Linked DNA regions of Macaca mulatta: region 2 is linked to region 1. Evidence: chromatin contacts called from public Hi-C data. All regions are on one chromosome and are shown on one strand. Each heading gives the region's core, a stretch centred on a gene start, on an enhancer-like site or on the middle of the called end of the contact. The rest is flanking DNA. Distances are from core to core; before and after follow the strand shown.

Region 1 (6,877 bases), core at 1,687-4,186:
TCCAGGGAAATACTCTACTGCACAGTTTGCTGACGTAGGCCATGTGTCCTGTAGTTGACTTCTTGGACTCTCTTGGGAAGAGTCCCATTATACTGGCTCAAGCCTGGTTACTTCCTACGGTGTCCTCTTGGTTTATAGGAAAGTCACGCATATGCATCCTTGACACACCAAATTCTAGTGGTATACATAGTTCCCACTACCTTCTCTCTTTGTTCTAACATTTGGGGCTTCAAACTATGGCGAAGTATGTCAAACCTTTGGGGAGGATACTTATGTCCTATTATCCCCAGTCCTGGGGTTTAATCAGACACTAAGAGTCTAAAGGAAAATGTCCACTCCACATCTCATTATTCTTTTATTTTCTTTCCCTTATTATAACTTCTGTAATATATCATGGGATTGGAATATCCTTGGCCATGGTGTTCTAATGAGTTTACCGATTTTATATATTTAGATATGAAGGAAGTGTTGTCATATAGCAAAGGACCTAACTACCTCCATTGGCCTGTTGTGACAGGATACCGACCCTATACATCATTTAACCACTGTAGCCATTATTTATCTTTTTAAACCAGGGAACTATCACTTGTTCTAAATAATTCAAACTTTGGGAAGCACCAAATGAAATGATCAAAATGAAATCTGTTTATACAGTGTAAGTTAAAGATATCCACAACTATTTTAAACATTGCATTTGGTATCATGACTCTCTAAATAAGGTTTATTCTTCCAGAAAATCATGGACAAAAATTATCCTATAAGAAAATGAAAACATCATGTCATCTGTGCCAATTCCAATTTTAGGAAGAGTACTTATTAGGGCTTTGATTATTCTTTGATGTTCTCTGTTGTCAAAATGAAGTAACCTAAATGATGTTATGCTTACATCCTGGAATGAAAGGAGGAATGAGAATCTTCTATTATTGTTTTTCTAAAAATTATATTTCTTATTTCTTAATACAACAGAATATATCCATATATATCATCAAGGATGAATTTTCCTCTGATTTGGCTTAATGAAATATCTGAGAGTTATGAAAAAATTCCTGTGCTGCTCTTGTTGCCATAAACCTTGTGTTATCAGTGTTGCACAGACCATGGCTAGCCATTTAATGCCATGAATTATGGCATATAATTTGAATGGAGAGCTTTGTTCCTATCAAAGGTAAAAATGCTTCACTTTGAAGCAGTGAGTGAGAGAGTTTCCCCTGTAATATCATTGGGCTCTGACAGCAGGACCTTGAAGAGGAGGGTTCTAATCCTGTCTGCCACTATGTGACAGGCAAGTCACCTGATCTCCTTTTTTTCTTTTTTCTTTTTTTTTCAATCTCTATAGCCCAGGCTGGAGTGCAGTGGCACCATCTCGGCTTACTGCAACCTCTGCCTCCTGGGTTTAAGAGATTCTCCTGCCTCAGTTTCCCGAGCAGCTGCAACTACAGGCACGTGCCACCACACGCCCAGCTAATTTTTGTGTTTTTAATAGAGACAGGGTTTCACCATGTTGGCCAGGCTGGTCTCGAACTCCTGACCTCAAGTGATCCACCCGCCTCGGCCTCCCAGAAGTGCTGGGATTACAGACGTAAGCCACGGCGACTGGCCCCGATCTCTTTGAACTCGGTTCCCTCATCTGTAAGCCAGCGGCTTGGGCTGAATAATCCATATGTCCTTTAAGCCAAGATATTCAGGGTTTGTAAATAATGCTGACTTTGCAAAGTAAGATATTGTCCGGTGCCTGCAGAATCAGGCAATTCCAAGGCCATTATAAGGCAAAACAAAGCTCAGATTTGATGAGAGAAAATTTCTTTTCAAGGACTTCTTCCAAAGCATAAATACAAGGCAGATAACGTCAACACAGGAGAAAGGCAGTCTATGCAATGTAAAATTCCCTCTTAACTTCTGGGATCACTGTTACGTCCTATTGAACGAATGGGACTCAGGTAGGCCATTTGACTACAACACCCGAAATAAGTCCTTGGTATTTCTTGGGTACTCTGGCATTGTTAGGGACGATCACATATGTTAACTCATTTTATACTTAAAGCAACTTGAAAACTTCAAGAAACGGAGATGGAGATTTTGCGGCTTGCCCAAGTCCCACAGCTAGTGAGTGCAGAGGATTTTAAACTCAGTTGCGCGCCTAGGGCAGGTTCCAGAACCTCAGAAACCTCCGTGGGGCTTTATGAAACATAAGGACGTAGGCCGCTAGTAACAATAGCTAACGTGAGTGCCTTCTGTGGGCCAGGCTCCATGCTGCATGCTGCATGCTACATGCTACATGCTGTAGTCTCATTTTCTTGGTTAGCCCTCGGAACAACCTTGTGACTGCTAGGTACTGCTAGGTAGTGTGAGGTACTGCTAGTACTTTTTTACTCTTTGAAGGGAGGGGTAGGCTCTGAGACCCGCGAGCTGAGCTGCAGGGGGGTGAGGGTTATGCTACCAGGTAGATGAGGGTCTGTGTAAATTTGGGGGAAGGGAAGTGTGGGTTGTCTCCCAGTTTCGGTTCTTTGAAGGAGAGAGGAGCCTCTCCAGCTGTGGTCTCCACGTACAGTCGGTCTCTGATCTCCCGAGGCTTTGTGCCACTTCGCGTCCAGGGATCTTTATGTCCCAATTACTGTGCAAGGTTCTTGCCTCCAGTCGTAGGTACTGAGGCGGCGGGAAGGAGCACTGAAGGAGGGCTCAGACCGCAATGCCCCCCAGCCTGTAGCTATTCTCGGGGGCTGCAGCTACCGCAACCGCGACGCCGGACTTCCACCGGGTGCAGGCGCAGGCTCCTCGTTCTCCTGCAGCCCGCGGCGGCGCCGGGAGAGCGCTCAGCTGACCTGGGGGCGGGGCCGGGGCGGGGCCGGGGCGGGGCCGGGGCGGGGCCGGGGCGGGGCCGGGGCGGGGACCTAAAGCCTCTGCTCCTTCCGAGTGGGTGAGTGGGTTCCCCGCCGGTCTCTTGCAGCGCTGCCTTTCTATCCTTCCACATCTCTGTGGCGCGGGCTCCCAAGATGCGCCTCCACCTGCTCCTGCTGCTCGCGCTGTGCGGTACAGGGACCACCGCTGCGGCGCTTAGCTACAGCTTGCGGGGAAACTGGAGCATCTGCAATGGGAACGGCTCGCTGGAGCTGCCCGGCGCGGTCCCCGGCTGCGTGCACAGCGCCTTGTTCCAGCAGGGCCTGATCCAGGTACGGCATGCGGCCGACCCGTAGCGAGCCTGCGCCCGCCTTCCTCTGGTGCTGAGAGGGGCCCAGGAACCGCCTGGCAGCCCCCAGCTGTGGGCCATTCTTGTCGGTTTGGCAGTAACTTCCCCTTTGCATCTTGTGATCTGCTGGGGGAAATGCCCAGGCTATGGGGTACGGGCTTGACGGATGAGCGACGGACCCATGTTGGGACATCAGTAACTCTGGAAAGCGGAAGTTTAGATAGAGGAACGGTATTGCTACTAGCAGTTTATTTACCGCAGTCGTTCTCGACTGAAGCGTGTATACAAAGGGCATGTTGTCACTGACAAGCATAAGGTCGGGAATTACTGTCTTTACTATCTGCACGCTACAGGGGACAACAGCGTTTTGCTAAGTAAGGGTTAACTCTATTGAGTAATGTCTCGGTTTTTTATTTTCGCTTTTAAGCGTCAGGGAGTCAGATTTGGGATTGATGCAGCACAGACGCTGTGGAGAATGACCTACAAGAGTAAAGTTGGGTTTGTCAGTGCTAGTGTGGCTAATAATGGGTAAATAATTTCTAAGGCTAACTTGGTGATGAACAAAGGTGCTGTTTCCTCTCAGGGCGTGTGTGTGTGTGTGTGTGTGTGTGTGTGTGTGTGTGTGTGTGTGTATCTCAATGGAGTCTCCAATTTACAGACTACTTGTGGGGGACGTTTTCCTGTTTGGCTGCCTGTGTGCATAGGTTTGCAAACTGACTTCCATCCTCCAACTGCTTTTGCTGTTCCCTCTTGCACAGCGTTGCCACGTGTTGCCTTTACATGGGGCAAGATGTGCTTGTAATTGATCTACTTGTGGGATGCATACATTGTCCAATCCTCATAACAACTCTATATAGTAAGTGTTCATATCTGAATTTTATGGATAATATGGAATTATGGAACACAGAGAAATTAGGAAGGTGACCAATATCATACAGCAACTAAATGGAAAGAAATGGAATTCTAACCCAGGTCAACTCCATAGCCTGGTCTCTATACTATGTGGTATGCTTACTTTGGTTTTTTGAAAAATCATGTGTTTTTGAAGCACTGTGGTTGACTTTCAGGAGCACCATTCTAAGTTTATTTCCATGACAAGGTGGTCACCTGCGGTTATGCAAAATTTCTGACCTGGTACTTAGTCGTTTTTTTTTTTTGTTTGTTTTTTCCTGAGATGTGTATCAGAAAGGAGGTGAATGTTGTAAATGACATTGACCATTGTCCAATGTATTTTTATAGTAAATCATTCCCAAACTTTAGTACTTTATTTTTAGTTGACAAACTACTTGTGATATAGAACACAGTTGACCACAGTATACTCTGAGTCTTCACTTATATCTGCTTTGAGAATGCCTCTGTTCATTTTGTAGGGTTCGTCTTTGCCTCATTTTACTGAAATAATTAAGCCAATGGGTGCTGGTATGTTGACTCAAGCCGGTTATTCCAGAGCATTGGGAGGCCAAGGTGGGAGGATCTGTTGAGTCCAGGAGTTCAAGACCAGCGTGGCCAACATAGAAAGAGTCTATGAAGCTGAGGTGGGAAAATTTCTTGAGGCCAAGAGTTCAAGACCAGCATGGCCAACATAGAGAGATTCTATCTCTACCAAAATAAATAAATAAATAAATAAATAAATAAATAAATAAAATTAAGCTAATGGGAAATATAGAGTAAGTCAGTAAGTCAGATTATTGTGCTGTATTACAGAGCTAAGAAACAATGTTTGGTTACTACAGATACTTCATGAAAATGAATTTGCTCATAGTATGAAATAACTTCCTCATAGGAACAATTTGAAGAGATTTCTTAAATTTCTTCATAAATTCTTAGAAAAACCTTGAGGTTTCAGTCAGGTGGATATGGGTCTCAAATGGCAGTGGGATGAGAAATGAGAAGGCTTTTGGGGCTTAAGAAACACAAGGCCTATTGAAAATAATCATCAGGCTGGGCACAGTGGCTCATGCCTGTAATCCCAGCACTTTGCGAGGCAGAGGTAGGTGGAGTTTAAGACCAGTCTGGGCAATCTGGTGAGACCCTGTCTATAAAAAATTAAAAAATTAACTGGGCGTGGTGGCATGCACCTGTGGTCCTAGCTACTAGGGAGGCTGAGGTGGGAGGATTGCTTGAGCCCAGGAGGTTGAGGCTGCAGTGAACCGTGATCTGTACTCCAACCTGGGCAACAGAGTGACACCCTGTCTCAAAAAAAAAAAAAAAAAAGTAATAATCATCAACATCAGATCAGTATTGTTATTTGGTAATGTGAGACTGTTATCCCACCTGCTTTATTGTAACATCCCTTTATGGTGTTGACGTCAGGAAATAGTCTACGGTTTATAGTAGACAGTGGGTCAAATATTGTGTTTGTATAAGAACTTGAAACATATATTGGTGATATTATTCATTTATTTATTTATTCACCTAGTTAAATATCTCATATTTATTTCATACCTCTGATGTGGCAGGCACTATTCTAAGTACCTGAAATCGAGTGGTAAAGAAAGCAAAGTCCTTTCCCAAATGGACAGTCTAGTGGAGGAGATAGACATATACCAAATTCATAAATAATGTTATGGCAGGTGACGCATTGAAGAAAAATTGAGCAGGTTAAAGGAAGAGACAGTGAAGGCTGGTTGGAAAGCATTGCTATTTTTTAAAAAGTGATTCAAGATAGGTATTTTGATGAGGTGACTTTTAAACAAAAAGACCTATTTGAAAAGGTCACTTTTAAGGAGAAGTGCATTTCCAGCAAAGAGGAAAAACATGGGAGTGGGGAAGAGAGAGGCCCTGAGGCAGGAATGAGCTTGACAAGTTTCAGGAATAGTCAGCAGGCCAGTGTGGCTGGAGACCTGTGAACCAAAGGGAAGGAGAGGAGTTCAAAGTCTAGGGCAGATCATGAAGGGCTGTGAGCCATAGGAAGCACTTTGGCTTTTATTCTCCATGTGATGGGAAGTTACTGTGGGCTTTGAGCTTAGAGTAGCATGATTAGATTTGCCTTTTTCAAGGTCACTCTGTTGTGTGAAGGCTAAAGTGCAGGAGAGTGGAAGCCTGAAGACCAACCAGGGGACTATTGCAGGTGTGTGGGCAAGAGATGACTTCTGGCTTGGACCAGCATGGTGGCAGTGAAATGGTGAGAATGGTTGTGAGAACACGTTTTAAATGTCGAAACAACAGGATTCCTTCAGTTGAATTTGTAAATGGATTGGGAGAGAGAAGGGGGAGGTGCAGGAATATACCAGGATTTTTTGTCTGAGCTGGTTAAACGAAATTTGTATTTAGTGAGAGATTCTGTGGCTAGTCTTGGCTATTTCATAGGTCACTCTCTTGGTTTTCTGTGCAGAATCTAAACCTTTGGTTTCTTAGACAGACTTTTGGGTTCTCTGTGAAAAGTTACTGCTTCAGCCTGCTATTATTATTATTATTTTTTTTTGAGATGGAGTTTCGCTCTTGTTGCCCAGGCTGGAATACAATGACACGATCTCGGCTCACCGCAACCTCTGCCTCCTGGGTTCAAGCGATTCTCCTGCCTCAGTCTCCCAAGTAGCTGGGATTACAGGCATACGCCACCACGCCTGGCTAATTTTGTACTTCTAGTAGAGACGAGGCTTCTCCATGTTGGTCAGGCTGGTCTTGAACTCCCGACCTCAAATGATCCACCTGCTTCTTCCTCCCAAAGTGCTGCGATTACAGGCATGAGCC
Region 2 (7,156 bases), core at 2,667-5,166, 67 kb before region 1:
CTCTGAACATTTGTATATATATATAAGTTTTTGTGTGGAAAAATGCTCTATTTTTGTCTCAAAGATTTGTGCATGGTTCATTACATGCCAAAAACCTTATAAAGGCCAAAATGATATTCTTAGCATGAAATAAAGTACAGTTTCTTAAACCATATTAATCTGACTTAATGAGATTCTGAATTGGTAAATATAGAAATTAATTTTTGTGCAAGCAATGTAAAATAACATTTGGTTGACCTGGGCTCCAATTTACTTAGTCCAGGCAGAATATGTAAATGAGCATTCTGAATATAAAATCTGGACCATAACATTTACAATTTAATTAAACTAATAAAATGGTATACACTGTACTAGAGCCAGTGTCTTTAGCAAGTTATAATATTCTGTAACAAAGTTAAAGATACATGAAAACATAGATACTTTATTAACATAAATATATATATAATTTATGTTAATTATGTTTAGTCATCAATACATTCTAATTAACCCCTTACTCAAGTTATAATAATGTGGCCTCACTGAAAAATTCATGTAATATTAAGACCCTGGCACACCACCATTATTCAGATTAGTAGATTAATTGCCCATTTACTAGTAATTTTCTCTGAGACAGGGTCTCACTCTGTCACCAGGCTTGAGTGTAGTGGCACAATCACAGCTCACTGCAGCCTCAACTTCCCAGGCTCAGGCAATCCTCCCGCCTCAGCCTTCCAAATTGCTGGGACCCTAGGCATGTACCACCAAGCTCGGCTAATTTTTTCATTATTTTTGTAGAGATCGGGTCACCCTACGTTATCCAGGCTGGTCTCAAACTCCTGGGCTCAAGTGATCATTCCACCTTGGCCTCACAAAGTGCTGGGATTACAGGCGTGAGCCAGCAGCCCAGCTTTAATTGTCTTGATCCTTTGTATTTTCTCATGTTTTATGTCAATTCATGCAAGATAATCTGATCCACTATATTTACAAAGTTTTTAGGACTTCAAAATAGTATTAAGGAAGGGATTATTTTTAGTTAATTAAATTTTCAACATTTTTGTACCTTTATTAATTTCTAAATGTAAATTTTTCTTTCAGTATTTACAGCCAGAATTTTTTTCTTTTTAGCATATTTCCGATTGCAATATAGAAAACATGATTATTTTCCTTTCTTGTTTCAAATGAGGACATTTCTACCATGGTAATTCAAGTAAGTTAAATGAATGAAAATGTTTTAACTTTATTTGCCACTGTAAAGTGGGCTCTTTGTAACAACAGGTATGTGAATAATGTTTAAAAATTTGACTTAATCTTAGCCTGCTTTATCAGGCATCAAAATGCTTCTAGGCTGTTTCTTTTGATTTTAACCATGGCAAAACGTGAGCAGAAATGTAAGTCCACTAATGCAAATACAAACATGTGTAAACAGAAAGCCCAATCAACCAATGAATTTACTTTAGTGCCTAACAAAAATGAGTTTGTGATTACACAATCCATTGCCTTTATAAGCATGGATACTCTAGAACTCCATATATATTAGGAATTTTTTTTTTTTTTTGAGACAGGATCTCACTCTGTCGCCCAGACTGGAGTGCAGTGGTGTGATCTCGGCCCACCGCAACCTCTGCCTTCCAGGCTCAAGCGATTCTCCCGCCTCAGCCTCCCGAGCAGCTGGGATTACAGGCGCCTGCCACCACACCCAGCTAATTTTTATATTTTTAGTAGAGATGGGGTTTCATCATGTTGGCCAGGCTGGTCTCAAACTCCTGACCTCATATGATCCACCCCTCTCAGCCTTCCCAAAGTGCTGGGATTACTAGGCGTGACCATTATTACTACTATACATTTGTTTCACACTATGGCCAGTTAATGTCTTTCTGGTTACTTTAATAACTGACATTTATACAACACTGTAGAGACTACAGTATCCTTTCACATATATTATGATACTTAAACCCCACAATCACCCTATGAGAAAGGATAGTTATTATTACTTACTTTGGCGGTGAAGAAACGGGGTCAGAAAATAACCAGGCCAGTATCAAACAAATGGGAAGCAATAACAAATCTGGGTTCCTCCCTCCACCTTCATGCCTAGTCCTGTGCTTTTAGTATATTTGGCTAGCTAGGAGAGAAAACATAGATTATTCAGGGAGGAGGGAGGGGCCAGAGGTGAGCCTCAAGAGCAGTTAGGCCATGAGGTAAGCACTTCAGGGCGTTGCTACTCACGGGGTGGTTCAGACTAGAAAAATCTGTATCACCTGGGCGCTAGTTAGAAATGTAGGCTCTCAGGCTCCACCTCTGCCCTACCAAATCAAAGCCGCATTTTCAACAAAACCCCAGGTGGTTCCTATGGACGTTAGTTTGAGAAGCACTGCTTCACTAGTGACACTACATAGCCACTTGAACAGTATACATTAGACCACTTATATTCATCATTGTTGACGTGTTGTTTTTATTAGGTAAAACTTTCTGCAACAGTTTTCAAATTAAGTGTATTTTTAAAACAAGTTTATTTTTCCATGTGATTGAAGATCTCCACTTCGGTAACTGGGGTCATTAAGGAATATTAGAAAACCTTAAGCTGGTCAGTGCTTACCCACCTTTAAATTCCTCATAAAAATAAGGTCTTTCTTTTGCCTGAAGGATACACTAGAGAGCATAACTGCCCTCTCTATACTTTAAGCCCTTGACTAAAACAGGCCAGTCCTATTCATGTAAATCCCACCTCCCAACTTGGATATTTCAGGAAGTATTGTTTTGTTTTTCTGACTCTAAACTCTACCTAATTTCTTAATTAGTCTCAACACTTTCTGGCTCAAGAACTGAAACACAGCAACAGAAGCTAAAGGTAGAGAATTTAAGCTTGTTCCCACATCTACACCTTGGCGGATGGCAGCGACTGATTACGGAGACGAGTGAAAACCCTGCCCCTAACACTCTGCCCTAGCCTCATCCACTCAATTGAGCCTGAGTCAGCCCGATCCCTGCTCTTCTCTGTACTGCTCCTTCAGTGTCAGAGAGACACTAGACCTCAGCACGTGGGAGCGCTGATGAGCGGCCAACCTGGGTCTATTTAAAACTGCTATTCCCATCTTGAGGGGCGCCTACTCCCATAGAATAACCAGCCCAGGAAGGCAGGCGAGTAAATACTGCTCACCTGTTCCACCGGAAACCTCAAAATCCCGGCCCAACCTAAACTAAAGGTATCTGGTAATTAATCCTTGGCACCTCCCACCACACACTCCTGATTGGGCGCGTGAGAGAGGGCTGTGTCTGCGCGCGCTCTTACCAGTCCGGGGAATTCCATTTCCTCTTCCAACCACCGGTATAAGCATTCAGGGGCGGTGCTTTCCTGGCAGTGGCCCGCCCCAGTTCGAGCCGGTGCCTTACTGCGTCTCGCGAGATCTTGTACATTTTGGGGGCGGAACCCCGTCAAGAAGAGCGCACAAAACTGCTCTTAAGTCATTGCAGAGGTACCGCTTCGGTTAGCCAGCCACGAAGTTCTCGCGAGAGTCGTCTCCTCAATACCAAGTGAGGAAACTGGGGGACGCTGTGGGGAGGGGCGTGGGGCTGGATCGCGCAGCGGCAGCTTCCTTTACCTTCCTCCCATGGTCTCCTTCCGGTTCTCGATGCTTCTCTGAGCCTAAGGGTTTCCGCCACTCGTCTACCCTCCCCCAGCCCATGATCCGCCTCCCTCCCCCGCCCTTCTGGTCCAATCTCCGATCTGTTTAGTAAGAAGGTGCTGTTCCGAGAAGGAGAAGGAAAAGGGCTTGGCACGTATTCACTCGGCCCCGGACGTGGGAAGCAAGCCGTCTGGCTTCGGCCTCACATCGGTCCTGTGCTCGCGACGGCGGCGTTGGCGGACTGATCCGCGGCGGTGAAGAGGCAGGAGGAGGGGGAGGGGCGGAGCGTGGCAGCTGGCAGTAGTTCCGTCAGAGCGGACATCTTGTGGCTGTGTCGTGCGCGTGAGCCCCGTAGGGCCGGGGAGGCACCAGCTGCCGCGCGGGGAGGAGGCCGAGGCCGCAGCTTGAGGGAGGCCCCGGCCCCTCTGTACGCGTGGGTGTGGACGGCTAGGGCAGGGAAGGGAGGCCGGCCCAGTGGCCGGCCGGGTAAGAGGGGTAGTGCGGGCCCTGGGCGGCTTGAGCGGCCAGCCTATTGGGTGCGGTGGGGTAGGGTGGGAAGGCTGGAGAAGCCGCGGCCTCTCCTGCTGGAGGAGGAGGGGGAATGGGCGCGTCCTCGCGCCTAAGCCGGAGCCTCAGGGACAGCACGGGCGCGTGGTGGAGGTGGCTGGGCGGGCGCGCGCGGGAGCGCGCTGGGAGGCGGAGTGAGTGTACGGTGGCGTCAGAGGCGACACAGAATAGCTCGCTGCGAGGACAGCAACACACATCAAACCTCCCTTCCTTTATTTCCTTCCCCTACCCGGCCGCACCTTTGGGCAGAAACCAAAAGCAGCCCGGCGTCCGTCCGGAGTCTTCTGCTTCCCCCTCCCCCCTTGCCTTTCTTTGCCCTAGTGACGCCGGTATAGCGCCGACTAGGCCCCGGCTCCTCCTCTGCTGGGCTCCGGACCCTGCCCCGCACCCACCCCTTTCTCCTACGCCTCTTCCTCTCCCACCCGGGTCTCTTCCTTTCTAGAGGCCGGGAAGTTAAACTTGTAGCCACCACCTCCGCTCTTCCCGTCACCCTCGCCCCCACTTCGGGCCGAAAACACAGTACTGAGGCTGTTGGTGGCTTTGCCACGCCACCCCACCCACCCCGGATCGCGGCCGCCTTAAGGGACCTGGATTCATCAGGGGCTCTCCGGGGCCTGTGCGAGTGCTGATCTGCTCCGTTTTTGCAAAAGGCGCCTGTGTCTGGCAGAGCCGCTGTGAGACGAGACAATCCTGCCCCGCCGCCGGGATAATCAAGAGTTTTGGCCGGACCTTTGAGCATACACCGAGAGAGTGAGGAGCCAGACGACAAGCACACACTATGGCGCTGAAACGGATTAATAAGGTAACCCGCGGGGACAAGGGAATTGGGGTGGTAGTAGAAAAGGAAGGCTCGGGCCAAGAGGAAAGCGTGGGGGTGGAAAAGAAGCATAATTCTGAAAATACTAGTTGGATCACTTCTTCCATTGGGGGGGATGGAGAACGCGGATATACTTGAAGAAATGAAGGTTAAAGTTAGGGAACGGAGAACACTTGTGGCAAGTGAGATGTTATGAGTGTGCTTCAGTGGAATCGGTGCAAATTAGGGGTGGAGGAGAGTGACTTAAGGCGCCTTTATTATTTTATTTTTTTGCTGCTTAAGAGTTCTTCTGGGGGTCCGAATTGCGGAGAGACGCTCCAGCAGATGTCATGGCGCTTCCTATTCTTGGTGCTTGAAAACTTACTTTAGTTGTGAGATCAAGGTTATCTAGGTCTTTTAGCGGGGAGAAAGAAAACTCGGAGGGGAGAAAAAAAATCTGGGGAGTCCGGAACTTGACTGAGGGTCGGGTAGAAGTCTCGCATATTGAAGGACAGTGAGTGAGTCTAGTAGAAACTCTTCGTCGACTCTGGGCAGGTTATACCGAATAAGTGGGTTTGGGAGGAGATGGAATGACACAGTGTTGCCACTTCCTGTATTTTGTAGTTGCGGCTTTTCACCCGAAGCTATTTATCCGAGGGACACCGGGAACTGATGTAAAAGGTCTTCTGGAAGCTCCCTTTTCCTTTTGGCTGGGGAGTGGGGGTGGATAAGGGGTGCGATGGCAGTAAGGGAAAGCTAGATGTACCTATTTTTGCCTCATTCTATTTAATAACACTGCTGGGAAAGATTCTTTCGTTACTTGAGTGGTTTGATAGTATATTATCGATTTAAGTTGGAAAAAAACTATGGTTTTTCATAGCTCTGGGAGTGAGCGGAACCTCCACCTCCGGTGGTTTAGTCTCATTTTCTTGCTCTAACTTCTATCCCGCATTTTAAGATGGCGGCTGCTTTAACTGGTTCAGGCTCTTTCCGGCGTCTCCTTTCGTAATAATGTGAAATAATATGCTTTATTAAATGTTAACTTTTGTATAGGGTTGTGCACTGCTCTAAGATCCTCTGCTCAAAACTTATCTAAATTCAAACTCTTAGATTGTATTTCCCTTTTTTGTGACTTGTGTTTGTGTGGTGTGTTTGGTTGTTGCACAATCGAGGAGGGTGGAGTATTTACAGCTAACTTGAAAAAAATGTCATGGAATAAATTCAGCCCTACTAGAAAAATGGTGGGGGGGCGGTGAGTGTTAGAAACTTTGGTTTTAATAGATTACTTTTTTAAGAAGAGTTCTGAGAGGAATGGCAAGAACTTGCCTTTACTAAAATAGACCTGATACTACTACATTTGCATGTATTTAATTATGACTGAAGTTTATTTGGCAAGATTGGTGTTTCATGAAAGAGGAAGGTTTAAATCTTCATTCAATATATATTGATATGAAATCTTGAATTTTGTTTTAGGCCTTCATTACATCGTCATTTTGGGTTATGCGAAATAAAAATTTAAATCTTTGTATTTGCGAAATGAAAGAAAAGAGGAAGAAAAGCTTTTTAGGAGTTAAGAATTAAAGTAAAATATATTATTTTGAAATAATATCCTCTTCCTGTGACCACTTTAAAGGCCAGGAACATATTGGAGAAGCCTAGTTGTATGTTATAGTGTAGTTTACGCAACGAGCATAACATTCAGTACAAATAAAAGTCTATTCTGTTGGAATTAGTTTAGGCCACTAAAATGTGGAGTCGTTCTAGATCCATAGCTTTTTGTGCATGTGGAACAGAACACGTTAAAGGAAGGTCTCACTGATTTTTTTTCTCTTACAGGTCATACCCAGCTGCTGTGACACCAGTTAAATGATTTAAAAGCTTTAGAGAGGCAATGTAACAGTGGCTAAGAGTGTTAACATTGGAGCAGAAATGCTCCAGTTAGAATTCGAGCTCTGGGCAAGTTCGTGTGCCTTTACAAGAAGGGTATCTGTTGTAGTATAAACAATAAATGGCTGTTTGCCTAATATGTACCAGGCACTGTTTTAGACATTGGGTTGGCAGCAGTGAACAAAACAAATTTTAAGTTCGTAGATTTGTTTTGAGGATTAAATGGATTAATATGCAGATTTGAACAGGCCCTTGATATATGACACTCAGTTATTACTGCTATTTTAATGTCACAATTTATAAT

The links. A called contact is a pair of places that touch in the nucleus more often than the background predicts.
Region 2: a Hi-C map of liver shows a contact between it and region 1, with 2.9 times the contacts expected there. The contact joins the promoter of UBE2D3 here to the promoter of MANBA in region 1. A contact is called at or near these places in 3 of 14 Hi-C or Micro-C datasets (cortical neurons, fibroblasts and liver).

What each region holds. Positions count from the first base shown.
Region 1 is chr5:112,124,082-112,130,958 of T2T-MMU8v2.0, reverse strand. It overlaps MANBA (mannosidase beta), which reads left to right and starts at 2,936. Exons shown (of 18, transcript XM_078002035.1): 1 at 2,936-3,167.
Region 2 is chr5:112,192,011-112,199,166 of T2T-MMU8v2.0, reverse strand. UBE2D3 (ubiquitin conjugating enzyme E2 D3) reads left to right here and starts at 3,916. Exons shown (of 8, transcript NM_001261204.1): 1 at 3,916-4,029; 2 at 4,820-4,971. The coding sequence starts at 4,948. It overlaps LOC106998434 (a long non-coding RNA gene), which reads right to left and starts at 3,845. Exons shown (of 3, transcript XR_001444887.3): 1 at 3,269-3,845; 2 at 1,975-2,101.